3 separate regions of the Drosophila melanogaster genome follow, and regions 1 and 2 are each linked to region 3. A link is a contact called in public Hi-C and targeted proximity ligation data. All regions are on one chromosome and are shown on one strand. The core of a region is the stretch at or near the end of the contact, and the rest is flanking DNA. Distances in the headings are between cores, read along the strand shown.

Region 1 (3,683 bases), core at 1,014-3,513, 1.4 Mb before region 3:
TAGTTGTGCCATTCGAGCCACTACCCGCGATAAAAAAGTGCCATGCGACTAGATTAGCTTAGTGGGGAAGACATGAGCGTGGATGGAACTTTTTTTGCGAGGGGCAACAATTTTCAGTCAGAGAGAATCTAACTTTTGAAATCCATAAATGCTAACACAATCCCAATTGAGCCACGCCTAAAAAATCAACCGATAGAAATGGTTAAGCAGATTCAGACCGCATTCGACTATGCTAATGCGTAAAGGTGTATTTGCATTGAGCCATTTGAGATCTTTTTGATTTCGTTTTGGGAGGAATAGGTTGATTTGCTTGGCTAAGACACACTAAGACTTAACTTAATGATACTCGAAGTCAATCGCTCAGATACCCCGATTTAAAATTAAAACTGTCGAAACGCAGTCAAAGAGATAAGAAAGAGAAAGAGAGAGAGAGAGAGAGAGAGAGAGAGAGAGGGAGGGAGAAAGAGAAACACAAAATAAAACCAAAAATAACTTTATTAGCTACAAAGTTAGATCACAGAGAAAACACAAAAACAAGTTTTGGAGCGATTTTACGGATTTTTGAAAAATGTATAAGCCAAACAAGCAACTAAAAATGACAACCGAAAACAAGCCGAAATATAAATAATACAAAAAGAACACATTATAACAGAGAAACTCAAAGCCCAGAAGAGAAAAAAACCTTAAATTCGGAAAGATTAAGAAAGTTATTCAGATTAACGGAATCAAAAGTTTATGGTTTTTGTTTAAAACATGTCCTTATTTAATTCTTAGCCCATTCATCGTCTAAGTGCATTGTACAATGCATATCCGTCCACAGCTTTGATTGACTTATCTTATTTGGGTTCCATTAAGTTTTCTAAAAAACAAACACACAATCTATCCTCAACCCGTTCCGAACTCCTACTCCCGCTTTGTCCTGGAGTTGAAGAATGGCCTTTTCGAAATTCAAGGATCAAATATCAATTCTAGTTAATTTTATTAGAAGAAATTTTTTGGCAATCGGCATCAGTTTAAAGAAAAAATTAGTAATTATGCATTGTCTATTAGGTTTTATATTAAATTTCGCGTATGGAAAATACCAAGTGTATCTAGAATGCAATGAAAAGCAGGCAGAGCAACTCTAAAGACGTAAACCTAATTGTACGCTAATGATATATACACATCTATATATAAATATATATATATATTTACATAATGTAGTTTAAGTCAAATGGGAATATTAATAAAAACGATAACTAATCTGTAAATATTATGGTAATATAATTTAAGTTGTTCGTGGTTCTATGTGTGTGGTCCGGCGATCAATAAAGGTTGTAACGTGTGCTCGGTGTGGGGTACAGAAATCACCTAGATAGAACAACCATCAGACCCAGACCTCCTAACAATTACCCCCAGACCAATTAATCTCCTGAAAATTACCTCAGATAACATAACCTCCGCCCCATGCAAAGCATACTGCCGGGTAAAAGTTGACCCCCCCCCCCCCCCACCATATGAGTGTTCGCACTGACAAACTAATGCCCATTTAAAATATATCCGGCAGGCAAATTACACCCAGGTAAATTAACTTCCAGATAATTTAACCGGCGGTCAAATTAATCTCCAGATAAACTAAGCTCCAGATAAATGAAACTCCGGATAAACTAACTAACCGCCGGAGAAATGAACCCCCAGCTAAATTAACCGGCAGGAATTTTACCCTTGGGTAAAAAATAACCTCCAGAAAAAAATCCGACCAATCGAACTTTACCTGGCACTTTAACTTTACCCCCTGGCAGATTAGTCCCAACATAAACTGGCCACCAGATTTGGTTACACCAATCATAGTGATAAGCGCTGATCAAAAGACGCAATTTACAGTGCCAACAACCGCGTAAATACTGTGATTCTCCTCGCTCTCAACGAATTGGCGCCGTCAAGCGGAAGAAGTCGTTTGAATACCACCACAGCTGTGCACAGGTGTGTGTTAGCGGATCAATTAAGAAGCTGGCGCTCAAATTAATAACAACACAGCAGGTTAACAGAGGCGCCGACTGCGACAGCGCACTTGCCCTGCGCTATCTGCTCGCTATTATTTTATCAGCCAGTTGGGGCCTCTAGAGCGTCCCATCCCATGCCGTTTGCCTGTCCCCTCTCTCTCTCTCTTCTCTCCCTCTCTATCTCTGCTTGGTTTTGTCGCTTCCTCGTCTCTCTCTCTGTTTTATTGCCGACGCAAACAGCTGAATCGGCGAGCGGCGACCATTGGCTTTTCAGAGTTTTGTCAGTGTTTTTTGAACAGCCGTTCAGTGAATTACAATCGACCAGCCATTCGCTCGCTTGCTCACTTATCGTACCCCCCCCCCCCTGGCCACCGCTCTGTTTGCCACCCAACCAGCTGATATTGTGGATACTCTTAAGTGTACTACATGTCGTATACGTAATATTCGACAAAGCTCTCTTTTTATCGAGCAAGTGTTTTGAGCGTGGCGCGCTTTTCCATATAAAATCAAAACAAAAAACGTAGTTCTAAAGTTGCAGGTACCAAGCGTAGGTAAAGAAATACAACAATAGTTAAATAAATTATAATTACGGGTGCGAAATAATAACATTTAATACCGGGCAGTTGAAGGGCCACAACAATTGCGTCGTTAAGCCCGTCAAGTTAATTTAACCGCCACCATACCCCCCGTGGAAATGAGTTGTTAGTGCCGCAGTGTGAGTGCCCGTGTTTGTCTAAGTCTGCGTGTGTGTGTGTGTGTGTGTATCTGTGTTTTGGCATTCTAGGCATTCATTCGACCCAATCAACAAGTTCAATTTAATACAAAACTTTTGGCTTTCCCTCTCATTCGCCCACATTTGCAAAATAATAGTTTACATATATAGAATAATTCTGTGGAAATTTTGCGCACAAAATGTTTCGCATAAATTTACCGGCATGTGGTCATCGGTGCTCGTTCTCTTAAGCTCTCTTCACGAAAAACTCTTGAACAACTAAAACCTATGGACTCAGTGACATATACGTGAATATTTACATTATTTGCCTGGATGTGTGTGTTTTTGCTAATGATAATGATAACGCAAGTTCCACTTGTTCCCCCAAACAATTAAATAATATTGAAAACAATCAAATGAACGCGCTACGCTTCAAAGATTTCAAGCTATATACAAGTGTGTACGGAAAATATATACCTATCTGGATAACAAACCCACAATTGAGACGCCCCATCGACTATTATGTTCGGCAGCTTCTAAAGACTTTGTCACGACATTTTCGTTTTAGTTTATTATTAAAAATATATATCCCCCCACGCGAATTAAAAAGTCAAACTGCATGACGATCCCTAGACACGGACTGGCTGTCTCTCTCTCTACCGCCCCTAGCCCACCCCCTCTCTCTTTCTCTCACTCACCTATTGAGGCGAGATTGTCAGGTAATTGCTAAAATCAATATGTACCGTGTGTTCGGGGCAAAGAATACTTGAGATCAGCCGCGCAAGGCTTGTTTTGAACTTTGCCTGCTTGGTGTTAGCTTGTTTCTCACATTTTTTCTCGCATTTTTCTACGAGTTTTAATTAAGCCCAGAGTTGATTCGAATTATAAACTACGTCAAGGCATCAAGCGACTGCCTCAGACAACTGCGAAAACAACAAACAGAGGGTATTTATTAAAATCAACACGGGCAAATCAACTTACACACGTGA
Region 2 (3,655 bases), core at 37-2,536, 1.5 Mb before region 3:
TATAATAACGTAATCATATTGTACGTTTAAAACCATTTCGGACTCCTGCAATTGGAATGACTAAAACAGTGCAAAAACAATTTTTTCTTAGCAGAAATAAAAAAAATCCTTTTTTTGCAAGTGTATGCAAAAGGCTGCCCTTATTTTAATTATACGCGCACACAGATACAAAAGTACACTCACGCACGCACACTCACACGCCGTAATCATCTCTCATTAATCATAAACTTTGAAAATAACAAGAAACAAAACGAAACGAAATGAACCAAACGAAACAATAAATAAAGCAAATTATATTTTCGCTTATTAAATATGTGCGCTATGATTTGTATAAAAAGTAGAAAAAATATACAAATTCTCTTCACAAGGAGAGTGGGAGAGTGAGAGATCGGGAGAGCCTAACGTTGACGCTGGCAGCGACGTTGACTGCGCGAGCCCCACAACTTTCATTCATTTTGCTGCTCATTTCATTCATCCCCGCGCTGTCGACGTCGCTGCCGGCGCCGCTGCTCCCCAGCGCTCTCCCGCTCTCAAATTGGGGCTCCCGCTCTCCAAGAAACACGTTCGTTTTCATTCATACTCGCCAGGCAGCAAAAAACAACAAAACTAGTTGGTTCTCGAATAATAAAACGAAGAAAAAAAAACAAAACGCAAAGACAACCAAAAAAGAATTAAAATGCAGTTGATGAATGGGGGAATGGAAATGGAATTGGGAATGGGAGTGGGGATAAGAGCCAGCGACGAGTGGATCTTGTTGCCGCTGTCTCCCCTTCTTCCACGGCCATTTGTTGTTGTTGTGGTTGCTTCCTCTGTCATTGGGGCTTGATGTTTGTTTCCTTCCTTTTTTGCGTGTGCCTGCATTGCCCCGTCGCCCCCTCCCCTCCTCCACTCCACCAGTGCTCCTCTTCCTTCTTCCTCTTCTTCTAGGCTTGTTCCTGCAAACCGGCTCTTACTCTTCTTCTTGTTCTCCGGCTTTGTCTTTGGGGCTCCTCTTTTATCGCTGCTCCAGCTTCTCATCTTCTTCTTCTTCTGTCGCTGCCCGTGGGCGCGTCGACTTTGGCTCGAAATCCAACTGCAGTCGTCGTTGCCTTTTTATACCCTGCAGTGTAGTGTAGGGTATTATGGTTTAGTTGGGATTTTGCAACCAAGTCGCTGAAATTCTAAAAAATCTTGAAAACTAACCTTAACTATACTTTTAAGAATGTTTAAACCAAATTCGTATTGAACAAAAGCCTTTGTTTTTCGAAAAATCTAATTGCCAATCTACTATTTTGTTAAATGTTTTAATACCAGCAAGGGTATCTTAACTTCAACTACAAAATGTTCTTCGCCATCCCAGTTTTGTTTTCATTGTTTTTGTGTATTTGCTTTGATTTTTAGCTGTTTGCTCTTGGACCAACTACTTATTTATTCATAATTTGAACTCCCCCCCTTCCCACCATTCCAGGCACCACCCCCTTCCAGACCCCACTCCAACACTCCACTCCACTCCCCTCCTCTTCGCCAACACTCCACGCACAATTTGTGGGCAGCTGCTGCATGTGGAAAAATGGAAAACTGGAAAACGAGTTGCCAACACACACTTGCTCGTGTTTCTGATTTTAAGTTTTTGTTTTAATTTCAGTTTTTTGTTACCTTTCAAATTTCTTGTTCACAGATCTTTTTTCCCGTCTTCTGTGGTTGTCGTTGGTGTTTTTTTTTTGGGGTTTTGGTTTTTTGTTTTTTTAGTTCGTGGAACTGCTGCGTTAACAACTTATGTTGTTGGTGTTGCGGTTGTGCTGCTTCTACAATTTTTCATTCATTCATATTCAGAGGTACATACATACATATATGTACATGTGTGTGTGTGAGTGTGTGTGGATTTGTGCGTTTGTAGTGGGCTATATCGCCTGCTTTATATTTCATATGCACGCCACTTTGTACTCACTTACTATTTGTGATTTTCGTTTTGTTTGCTTATTTTACTTGCCTTTTTATTAATACTTTTTTTTTTTATTTTCCTCTGTCTTGCCTTTTGTCGGGTTTTCGCCTGATTCTGCTTTATTCATTCATAAATTTTGATAGCCCGACGTTGATTTTTGTTGTTGTTTCGCCTGGAATTAATCGCGCGAGAACTTTTTTGATTCATTTGAATTGAGGCCTTTATGACGGTATAATTCGGTGCATTATGGCATTCGTTTTAGCACCAATGATATTTCCATATTTTTTTTTCAATTTTATGCAGCTAATGCTTGGGTAATTAGTATTCGAACTTATTGCTGATTTATGAATGCAAAATTATGAATAAAGTTAGGCTGAGTGTTAAAATTATGCCATTTATTAGTATGGTAATACGAAAAAATTACAATTTTACAATTCAAGTTGTAAATTAAGTCTAGTACATGTACATGTGCCTAATTTCTCTCTGTGTATATATTCAAATATGTAAATAGCTTACAAAAGACATAGAGACTTTATCTAATCACGTTCCCTCAACGTTTCTATTTCCATACCCATTCATTCACGGCGAAAACAATGTTATCAAAACAAAAGCGCGTTCCTCTCTTTCTATTTACACACATATGTATGTACATAAATGTACCCATTTTTTTCTGGCTGTGTAGAACGGATGTGTCTAAATTGAGTGCATCCCATGGACAAATTAGCAGCATTTATTGTAATAGTTGTAGTTGTTGCTTCTTGGGATTTTCCGAGCCGCTATAAAGCCCAGTCCATGGCTAATCAGCACGCTCCGAAATGTTGTAATGCCGCAGAGAAAGGGCGAGCATAAAAAAAGAAGCAGCAGCAGAAGAGTTAATATAGCCATAAACAACTGACCCAGCACAATAATCAGGGTGACAAAACTTATCAGGCAACCCTCTCACGCGTGCGACCTTCAGCAATTTGAACTTTACCAAACGCAAAACTCACTTTCCAATGCTCCAAACAACTTGGAGCTCAAGAAATAACCAATGAGTTGGACGAAGAACAAATATTTGTGGCTGGCTGATAAGAAGTGCTCGTTATCGGTGAAGGTGGGTGTTTTTGGGCGGCAAAGGGCAAAAAGGGGAGGGTGGTGTAGCAGACACTCTAATATTATAATGCACTTAGCCTACACCTTGAAGTATCGGAAACTAAAAAGACACAAGAAGCACTTCTCAATTGTTGGTTACCAAGGTAACAAGATGATAGGGGAATGTAAACTTACACAAATTGGTTGCATTAAATTAACTATTAGGTAAGGGTATTTGCCAGACTGATATATTAAATTGAACATTTCATTAGAGAAAAAGCAGCACAGCAAAATAAATTCTTTTCTTATCAGCTTTCTGTTTAATAATTTCTATTTTGGGATTTGCTTGTGTCGTAAAACTATTGGAATAAATGGAATATCAGTTCCTTATCAAATACACTATGTGCTGCATAAATATGAACATATACATTTAAATAAATGGTTTTTAAGTATAATAAACATTTGCGTATTTTGACTTAACTAATTGACTTTTGTTTGTTTTATTTTAAAAGCGGGAATAGTTTAATTAGTTTATCAAAACGTATTTTTTTGTTTTATACATGATTTCTACATGGCTTAGTAGCGACACCTGGCGGACAGTAGCTAGCTAAGAGTGTATTAAAATATTGCCTACTTTTAAGCGCCAATTGGAAACTGAATACA
Region 3 (3,749 bases), core at 312-2,811:
CTGAGATTTATTTAGTTCGATACATGAAAGTAATAAGTGAATAATCTGCAGTAATATATCTAGGAATATATTCAATTGGTATCCCTTCTAGAAACAATACATTTGTTTGTAAAGCAGATACTACATATGAAGATGATAAGAAAGAAAAACATTTATTCATTCTGGCGAAAATTCTTATAAAAGCTTATAAAGCCAATACAGACACCATCTGTATCCCTTTGCGAGGGCCCACTGTACGCCTGAAAACAATAATAAATCGCAATCCTTTGGGCGCGTCCTTTGTCCGGGGCACTCTTTAAAATGACTAATCGGTCAAAGAGCCAGACGAAATGGGCCTGAAGACTCCTCCGATTCGAGGTAACACCAGCTGCGCCTCCTAACCAACCACCAGTGGAGTGGGGGCCAGTTTATCGGTTCGGCTGACTCAGCATTATTGAAATTGAAATGACTTGTGGTCCACATTATTTACTACTACCAATACCACTACTACAACCTACTACCTCTATTTCTATGCGGTTTTCACTTTCGTTTGTTCGAGATACGCTTGAATTGCCGCCGCAGGCGCGAAAGTTGTTTATGATTTTTTGTTGACTATTTTGAATTTTTCGTATTCCTGTCGCTGGCAATTTGTTCTAGCCACGTCTGGCCGCCAATTAGGCCGTTTAATGCCGCATGAAGCCCGACTCGACCTTGAGTTAGGGCCCAAAACGCGCTAACATATCAGTTAGTTAGCGTTTAGCTCAGTATTTGTGCGAGGTAAATAGCAACGAGCCAGCAGTCCCTAGCATAACTAATTGTATTTACACGGCCTATAATTGGCACACAAAAAACGGATTCACTTTCCGTAATTGTTACATGTAAATATCGTAAGTATAAGATGAGCAACTGCATTATTCTGAGCTAGGAATCTCTATTTGCATGGGATACATTTAATAGTGAGGTGTGGCATTGTGTTTGAGGTACTGCATGTTGGCATCTCAAATTGGGTGTTATGATGTCATCGATTTAATTTATAAACTACTTGGAATTCATCATATGTTTGCTTGCAATGCAATTCAGTTTGATGGCCAACCTTGAGTAAAAAAAAAAATACGAACTTGGAGATATGATATTTTTCTTAATTTTAAATTTCTAAAATTTCACTTCAATTCATTTGAACATCAAGGAAGTAAATGTAATTTATGACGTCATCTCAGTAGCCAGAGATGTTCCCTACTCGCGCCACCTCTCAAAACTGCTGCAGTTAAAAGTGCAATAGCGGTGCTAGGAAACAATTTTTATGGAAATAAACATATATTATAAGCATATTGAATATTATAGCTTCGATGTATAATTTTTGAAATATTTTCTAGATCACTTTCAAGTATGTTTTTCTGTGCATTTCACCCTAATGTTAATGATACCCAAATGTAAGAGAGCGTAAAAATGCTGAAGAGAGTCACGAAAGAGCGCAGAGTGACCGTTTCGGCGGGCCAAAAGCGAAAGTAAAGCGTTATCGATGCGGGAGCAACTGGTCACACTGCGCCATATAAGCTATATAACTTGCTGAATCCCTGGTCTCTGCGCGATTCAGTCTTTGACTCTCCACCAATTCGGTCGCTTGCGTTTGCTCCAGCTGCGTTCTTTTCGCTCTCTTTGGCTCGCGTGAAAGTCGTAAAGTTCAGCTAGCTCTCTACGATACAGAAAAAGAAACGCATACAACAAATTCGCCAGCGATAGAAAACCGATTTAAACTGCAATTGCAATGCCTAAAATGCGTACGTGAGTTTCGCGCAGTGATCGCTGTGAAAGTTCAAGTGAAAGCGGAAAGAAGAAACAAAGCGAGAATACTTCAAAAGCAATAAACCAAAAAGTGCAAAAATACCTAAAGTTTAAACAAAGAAAACAAGTTATACAAAACCATAGCCATGTTGTGTCCGCCAATGGCCCTGGGCCCATTTCTCGCCGCCCCCGTGCCACGCCCACCGCCCAGCGCATCGGAGAAGAAGAGAATCTGTCGGAACCTATTCAATAACGCTCCCGGGGACTCGAATATCGATCAGCTGTTGGCCCAGGAGCAGCACACGCAGAGATTATACGTTAAGGAACGCTACGGATATGACATCCAGCTGGAATCTAATCGGGATGCGGATGCGAATACGGATGCGGATGCTGATACGGATGCCCATTGTCAGGTCCTGCGCGGAATGCGGTATCCGACCTCAAGGACGATATCCAGCACCGATGCCGATGAGTGCAATCCAAAGGCAGTCAGCCAAGCGCCGAGGGGCATGGCCCTGACTCCCGCCCAGATCTCCGCCAGCGCAAAGCTGATCCTTCAGAAATGCCCGGAAAGCGATCGCAAAAAAAGCAACGGCAGTGCGGATTTGGCCAACTGCACGCGACATGGCCAAAAGCCATATGCGAGGCAGCCACAAGGCCTCAAAGGTAGGTTTTTTTTTTCCATGATTTGCATGTTTTTGTTTCACCTGAAACGCTGGGTGCTTGCTCAAAATATACGAATAATGATTACTCTTTGGTTCCAAGTTATTAAGTTTAATATACTTTCAAGTTATTGTTAAATTTTCCCAAAGAATCAGAGCAGAATCAGAATATAGTGAAATCTCTAAAATTAAAAAAGTCTCCTTCGAATTATCTCATACATTTCCTCGGTTTTTGTACGTATGTTCTATTTACTAAGATCCCATGTACTTCTTATATAGATGATCCAATAAGCAGACACCTGATTTTAGTTGCATTTTCCGTTGTTCCTTCCTCTTGCAGTCTCTGCTTTGTGCTCGTCCTTTGCCACAGTCGTCACCCTTATAAAATTCCTCCCCTTAGTTGAAAAAAAAAACCACCCTTATTTTCTGATTTTCCTAATTTCGTTTTTCCCCTTCTGCGTCGATTCTTATTGTCACTTCTTTCCTACCAGTTTTTATTCTCTTTATTTTGGCTAGTTTTTCCGATTCTTTGTTCGTTCATTCACGTGCGTAGGGATTTATCTCTTTGGTTACTCGAAAGTGAATTGGGATACATTTACATATCTGATGAATAACAGAAAACTCAAAAAAGTATTATTGTTTGGCCCCATTGCTTAATCGAATTCGAATAAATTTCTCTAATTTCAAATAATTTGAAATAATAAATGTATTCAAAATCATTGTATTATGAAATTTTAAAGATTCAGTACAAGTTTCTACGACTATTGCCTTAAGTTTTAGCAACAAGACAAGGGACTATTAATGCAGTCCATTGTTATCTAATAATAGATTTAAGATGAACGCTATTAAAAAAAACTTACCAGTTTGTTTATATTAAGCATCACTTATGGACGTTCGACTGTACCTTTAATTTTTGGCTTATTATTATTGCTTTACTTTACGCTGATATTCCGCCGATAGCGTGGCATTCAGTGAGAGAGGGAGAGCTGGGAAGAAAGAGAGCTGGTCTCCAGTTTGTCTTTGGTTTGGCAGTGTGTCAAAGCGAAAAAGCTAAACAAAAAATAAAAACTGTTGAATAACAATCGCGCGCCAAAAATCTTTCCATATTTTGCGAAAAGAGATTGCAGCTGAAAAGTGAATATGAGATGAGTAAAATGCAAAGGCAATTAATTGAGAGGCCTCAATTAAATTTAAATCAACGCCTTCTGGTTTTCTTGATTGTTGTTTTTATTCCTGCTGCAGTTTCGACACAGAAAAAAAAAATAAATAAAAAAACAAAAAATGAGCTACACAGACCTGCGACTGTACATGAGTTCACTGTAGTTG

The links. Hi-C and Micro-C count contacts between places; a contact is called where the count stands out from the background.
Region 1: a targeted proximity ligation map of the Kc167 cell line shows a contact between it and region 3, with 4 times the contacts expected there.
Region 2: a contact with region 3 is called in a Hi-C map of the Kc167 cell line, with 1.7 times the contacts expected there.

What each region holds. Positions count from the first base shown.
Region 1 is chr3R:23,225,291-23,228,973 of dm6, reverse strand. cnc (cap-n-collar) reads left to right here and starts at 2,263. Exons shown (of 10, transcript NM_001260333.2): 1 at 2,263-2,529. It overlaps CG4467, which reads left to right. Exons shown (of 13, transcript NM_001043282.2): 13 at 1-1,247.
Region 2 is chr3R:23,331,434-23,335,088 of dm6, reverse strand. lncRNA:CR46090 (long non-coding RNA:CR46090) reads left to right here and starts at 1,286. Exons shown (of 1, transcript NR_133438.1): 1 at 1,286-1,585. All of the region lies in intron 3 of pnt (pointed), which reads left to right.
Region 3 is chr3R:21,854,078-21,857,826 of dm6, reverse strand. It overlaps glec (gliolectin), which reads left to right and starts at 1,561. Exons shown (of 2, transcript NM_079719.3): 1 at 1,561-2,427. The coding sequence starts at 1,908.